Linked DNA regions of Mus musculus: region 2 is linked to region 1. The links are chromatin contacts, called in public Hi-C maps. All regions are on one chromosome and are shown on one strand. The core of a region is the stretch at or near the end of the contact, and the rest is flanking DNA. Distances in the headings are between cores, read along the strand shown.

Evidence for each region. A called contact is a pair of places that touch in the nucleus more often than the background predicts.
Region 2: a contact with region 1 is called in a Hi-C map of nephron progenitors, with 2.2 times the contacts expected there. The contact joins the promoter of Erbb2 here to the enhancer-like site in region 1. A contact is called at or near these places in 2 of 39 promoter capture datasets (hematopoietic stem and progenitor cells and macrophages), 2 of 484 Hi-C or Micro-C datasets (embryonic stem cells and nephron progenitors), 3 of 115 datasets of contacts at active chromatin or transcription factors (effector CD8 T cells and embryonic stem cells) and 1 of 9 other capture datasets (liver).

The regions. Positions count from the first base shown.
Region 1 is chr11:98,491,616-98,494,482 of GRCm38.p6, reverse strand. All of the region lies in intron 3 of Ikzf3 (IKAROS family zinc finger 3), which reads left to right. Among named protein-coding and RNA genes, the nearest start is that of Grb7, 46 kb to the right of the region's middle. Within about 2 kb of position 1,327, at least 57 of the 459 cell types and tissues checked have an H3K27ac peak or open chromatin away from gene starts, as enhancers often do. A contact at or near this core is called in effector CD8 T cells and nephron progenitors, where this site is marked.
Region 2 is chr11:98,411,155-98,413,889 of GRCm38.p6, reverse strand. It overlaps Erbb2 (erb-b2 receptor tyrosine kinase 2), which reads right to left and starts at 1,406. Exons shown (of 27, transcript NM_001003817.1): 1 at 1,155-1,406. The coding sequence starts at 1,227.

The sequences.
Region 1 (2,867 bases), core at 78-2,577:
AAACAAGAAGAACAGAAGGTGACTGCAGGGCTCACAGCCTGAGTTAACTAACGGGGAAGAAATACTTTGACTTGAGAGGATTTGAAAATAGGATTGGAGAGGAGGGAAGTGTGGCATCTGGAACTGTATACATCTGGGGACTGATCACATTAGGCCTTGGTGGGACCCTTAAGAATGGTTGGGATTGCCCTAGAGAAGTATTCAGGGGGGAAAAAAACAGAGGGTTAGCCTCAGAACTTAGGAGGTAAGTGTGGGCAAATGAGTAAATTGTCCCAGGGCACAGAGTCGATTGCAGATGCCAGATTCCAGGGAATTTGGGGGAGCTAGAGGCAGTAAGTGTAAATCCAACTAGAAAGCTATGAGGAGAGAATGAGCTTAGGTTCCTTGTGATGCGATGCTCACCTAGACAGATATCGCTCCTCAAGAGCTGCTCACCTTGTTTTTTGAGACAGTGCACATCTCTCACTGAGCATACTTGTCAGCATTTCCTTGTGGCATTAGTAGATTGCCTGTGTTTCTTTGGCTCCAAGAAATCTTCCTCCCAGAGTATAGAATGAATCTCTTCAGTGGGAGTCCAGTGGCTTTCCTGGTTTGGGTTCAGTGGCCCATTTTGGAGGCTGAGGGCCCAGTGGCCTCTCAGGAATCCCATCTGTACCTTTGTGTCTCTCGGGTTTTGAGTCTGCACCTCTATTTGCCTTTCCATGATAAACCATAAAGTTGCTGAACCCCAGTAACTTTATTAGTTAAATTGTACTGTAGCCCCGACGGTCCTGGAGCTCTTTTCTGCTGCCCCTTTCAGTCCTGCTGGTCTTCAGTTCTCAGTAGAAGACGTTTTTCCGTTGAGGTTCTTTTAAACGCCTACATGCAAACTGAAGTGCACTCAAGCTTTGGTGGAATGTCACCCACAGCTGGAACAGCGGAGGCAAGGGGGGACACCAGCCTTGAGTTCACACTTCTCTTAAATGGTGAAAAAGAAAAACAACGCTCAAGGAAACAGATTCCATAGGAAAGCAGGCAAGATCCAGGAAGAAAGAAACAGAGAAACGAAGAAAGAAACGAAGAAAGCTAGCTAATCTCTTTCCCTGTAAGACACAGAAATCATTTCCCATCCAAGCAAGATGCAGCAGGAGACAACGTGGCCCAGCCACCCATAGCTGCAGTCAAGGGGTCGTGAACCACGACCTGTGACAAGCAGTGAAGCAGTGTGGCCCTGACGATGGTGGTTAGGCCTTGTCTTGCTCCATTAAGCAAACACAGTTAATACAGATGAAAGGAAACCCTGATAGAAGTGAAAATTGAAACCAGGGTGGAAGGCACAAGCCCCGTGCAGCTGCCGTGGCACTTCCTTCTCTGCTAGCAGGATCAACACTTCTGATATGTTTTGGAAGGGATGTAGTTTTTAAAAATATCGTGGGTTTTTTTTTTTTCTTCACAGTGTTTTGGGTTTTTACATCTACCCCAGTGAGAGAAGGATGTGGAATAGAGATGTTAAACAGATGTGGGAGGATGGGGTCCAACCCAACCACCTGGTAGTTTAAGTTTAGCACTATTTATTTATTGATTTATTGATTTATTTTTACATGTATGAATGTTTTGACTGATAGTATGTTGGTAACCACCTGTGTTCCTATGGAAGTTAAAAAAAAAAAAGGGACTTCAGATCCCTTGGAACTGGTGATAGGGGTGGTGGTGAGCCACCATGTGCATGTTGGGAACCAAACCCAGGTCCTCTGCAAGAGCAGCCAGTCCTCATAACTGCTGAGCCATCTCCCCAGACCCAGCATAACCTGTGCCAGGAACTGGCTGTGTAAAATTAGGAAAATGACTGACTCGTGTCTGCTTCCATATTTCCTGTCTGAGAAGGAAAGGGGCGGGGGGGGGGGGGTGGGGGAGTTGGATTAGCCAACCTCTAAATTCTCTTTTGCTCTAAATTCCATTGATTTGTGTTTCTTCGTGGGAAAGTAAGCCTTCCAATGTTTAAACACTCAGTGCTTGAAAGAATAAGCACCTACATAGCAAGCTTTGCTTATGAACATGTCTTACATGTTGGTCTCATGAGGCAAGTTTTTAGAGGGTTTTTTGAGAGGGTTAATATATAAACTTGCCTTCTCCATTTCTTCTGTTGTTTGGCTTTATTTTGGGGGACAGGACCTCATTCTGTAGCCCACACTGGCCAAAAACTCACTGTATAGACCAAGCTGGCCTCATACTCAGAGATCTACCTGCATCCTGGGCCTCCAGAGTGCTTGCACTATAGGTGCAAGCCACCATGTCCAGCCAGCCTTCTGTGTGTCTTACGTCCTCCCAGTTGGCAAAGTGTTTGCCACACACACATGAGAACCTCAGTTTAATCTCCAGCACCCAAATAAAGCAGCAGGTATGATGGCAGGTGCTTGTAACCCCAGCACTGAGGAGGTGGAGACAAGAGGCTCCTTGGTGCTCGCTGGCTGGCCAGCCAGCTTGGCCTGATCACTGAACCTCAGGTCCCAGTGAGAGGTGGGCACTGTCTCAAAAAACAAGGTGAACAGCTCTTGAGGAGCGACATCTGAGTTGACTTACACACACACACACACACACACACACACACACACACACACACACACAAGGGTTGTAGCAGGATAGAAGAGAGCACCAGGAAGTGGAATGCTGCTTCTGTTCTGTGTTCTGTTCCCCCTGACTGTTCCCACCTGCAAAAAAGAACGCACAACACAACAGCCCTTTAAAGAGCGGTGTTTAGTCATCCAGCTTACTTAGGTCAGGTCAGTCCCTCCTCTCAAGTCTAGTCCTATAATTAGTCTTGAGTTTAGTCTTACTTAGGGTAGGTCTAGATATCTCTTCCCCCGATGGGGTTGCACTCCGCTCATCCA
Region 2 (2,735 bases), core at 157-2,656, 81 kb after region 1:
GCCACCACCCACGGAGCCTGGCAGAGCTGACCCACACGGGGTGACTGTCAGCTTTTACGCTCATGGTAGAACTGGACATATGGGTCAGTATACACACTGCTGGGTCACCCTCCCAGCCCCCAACACGAAGATAAAGGCAAGAAAACAACCCAGCTCTCTGTCTACCCCTAGCTGACCTTACTCCTTTTCGGTGCCCTCCCCCCGCCCCCAAATGCCCAGGAACCCTTTCCAGTTTATTGTATGGAAGCCGGGAAAACACAAGACCACCCTTCAAGATCCGAGCCTTCCCGGAATCCCAAAGCACACAGTACTTAAGCTGGCTCTAAGGAAATTTGTTCAAAACAGGGCTGTGGAGTGTGCAGCACTGTGATAGAGGGCTTGCCTAACACGGGCGAGACTGGGATGGAGGGTAGGGGTGTTCCATCCCCAGCACAGAAGAGAGAGAGAGAGAGAGAGAGAGAGAGAGAGAGAGAGAGAGAGAGAGAGAGAGAGAGAGAGAATGAGAGAGAACTGTTGCAAACAAATGCCTGCCCCTCCTCCTGCTCCCCCATATCCCAGACACTATCGATAGGCAACTCAACTGCGGAGCCGCCACTCGGTCCTCCCTGCTCGACAGGATGGGTTACTTTCCCCACCGCCCCCTCCACGGCGACCCCACTGGAAGCTGGAGTAACTTACTAAACCCAAAGGGCCAGAGGGGGTGGGAAGGGGGAGGGGAGGGGCAGAGGGGACCCCGAAGGCATCCTGCCCAGTCCGGTCCGGAGGCGGAGGCTGCCAACTGGAAGAGCTCTGAGAAAGCGTGAGGGGGGCTCGAAAGGGGGGAAGCAGGCGCACGCACGCACAGCGCTTCACACACCCTCCGGAGGAAAACTTTCCGACTAGTTTCAGAGAACTTTCCCAAGGAGTTCCCGGAGTCTCCTGGAGCCCGGGAGGCTCCGGTGTAGCGAGAAGGGGCCGGTCCGGACCTCCAGTGTGGTTCTCCGAGTGACTGTCCCATCCCCAACTGCTCCGATCTCCTCCGGGCCGCGGCGCCGGTAGCCGGAATCGTCCCAACGTCCCGGACCGCCCGGCCGTGGAGCTCTCGGGGCCCCGCGGCTCCGGCCGCCCGTGGGCGCAGCCGTAGCGGCCCGAGCCCTCCCCAAGCCAAGACCCACCTTGGGTACCCGCGGCTCCGGGGGACAGGAGGGCGAGGAGGAACCCCCAACGGCACCAGGCCGCCAGCTCCATGATGATCACTGCGGCTCCGGCCCCATGGCTCAGGCTGGACCAGGCTGCGGGCGCGGGGCGCGGCGAGGGCAGGCACAGGCGCGGCGCCGGAAGGGGCCGCCTGGGAAGGGGCGCTCCTGGGCTCCGGGTCCCCAGCGGCGGGCAATCTCAGCTCCACAACTTCACGCCGCACTTCCTCGAGCAGCCCTCCTCCTCCGCCTCCTCCGCCGCCGGTGATTGGGAGCCGCGCGCTCCCGGCTCGCCCCCCCACCCCTCCAACTGCATTCCAGCAAGACTGGGAGTGGCTGCTCCCAGCTTCACTTTCTCCCTCCCGGCGCAGGCCTGGGTGCGTCGCGCCCTGTGCCCTGACGCCTCGCTTGCTTGCTTGCAGTTCTCACCCACTTCCTAAAAGCAGGGCATCTCTTTACCCCTCTTTGCAGTCTTGGGTGGGTTTTATCTTGGATACTCTTGGAACGTTTGCATCACACTCTTAATACCAGATAAATGGTTTGTCGCCACATCCTCAGGTAAAATCAGCCTGGGAAGGGAATGTGTTATGTCTAACTGGTGACTTCCAAGACTCTCTGGGATATCAATTCTGTCCTTTTGGGTATCTCCTGCCTGATCTTAAAGGAACCCACAGAACTAGGAGAAGCGAGTCACATCGGGAGCCCTCTGTTCATCCTTGGAAGAACAGCTTCTCCTGTTTCTTTCTCTTTTTAAGACTTATTTTTATTTCAAATTATGTGTGGTCATATATGGGTTTTGGGGGGTGTCACATAAGTGCTGTTGCCCACAGAGGTCAGAAGAGGAAGTGGGAATCCCCCAGAGCTGGAGTTACAGGGTGCCGCCCACCCACTTTGGTGCTGGAAACAGAACTTGGGTCCTCTGCAAGAGCAGCACAGGCTCTCAACTGCTTAGCCATCTCTCCAACCCCATGCCCACTTCGTTCTGACTTTACCCAGTTCTCAGTTTCATTCATCGTCCTCTCTCTCCCTGTCCTTTTCGCCTGCCAGTTTACCCCTGAAGTACCTAGATATCACTCCTGAAGCCTGGTAACAGGTGAGAAAGGAAACAAAGGTATGCCTTTGGTTGGAAACTCCAAGAACACATTGCAAGAGACATGTTTACCAGGATGAATTGCCCGTCGTTTATCTGAAATTCAAATTGAACTTCATTACGTCCTTCTTCTTTATCTGCTACATCTGATGATGGTACTTGGAATGTTCCAGTAAAGAACACACCTGTGCTGGTCAAGATGCAATCAGAGGCATCTTTGGGGGAGAGAAATGAAGGGTGGCCCTCTCTTAATCTACTTTCATTGAACTGAAACTCAGTTTCAGGCAGACACTTCCACGCTAGGGGCCAAAGAACATGGGACTCTGGTATCTAGAAGACCTGAGTTCGTATCTTCCCTCTATCACATTCTGGCAGTGAGACCTTAGGCAAGTGACTGACGATCTCTGGGTCTTGTTTTACAAATCTGTAAGACTGTGTGTGCTAGGGGCTAAAGGAGAAGACACTCTAGA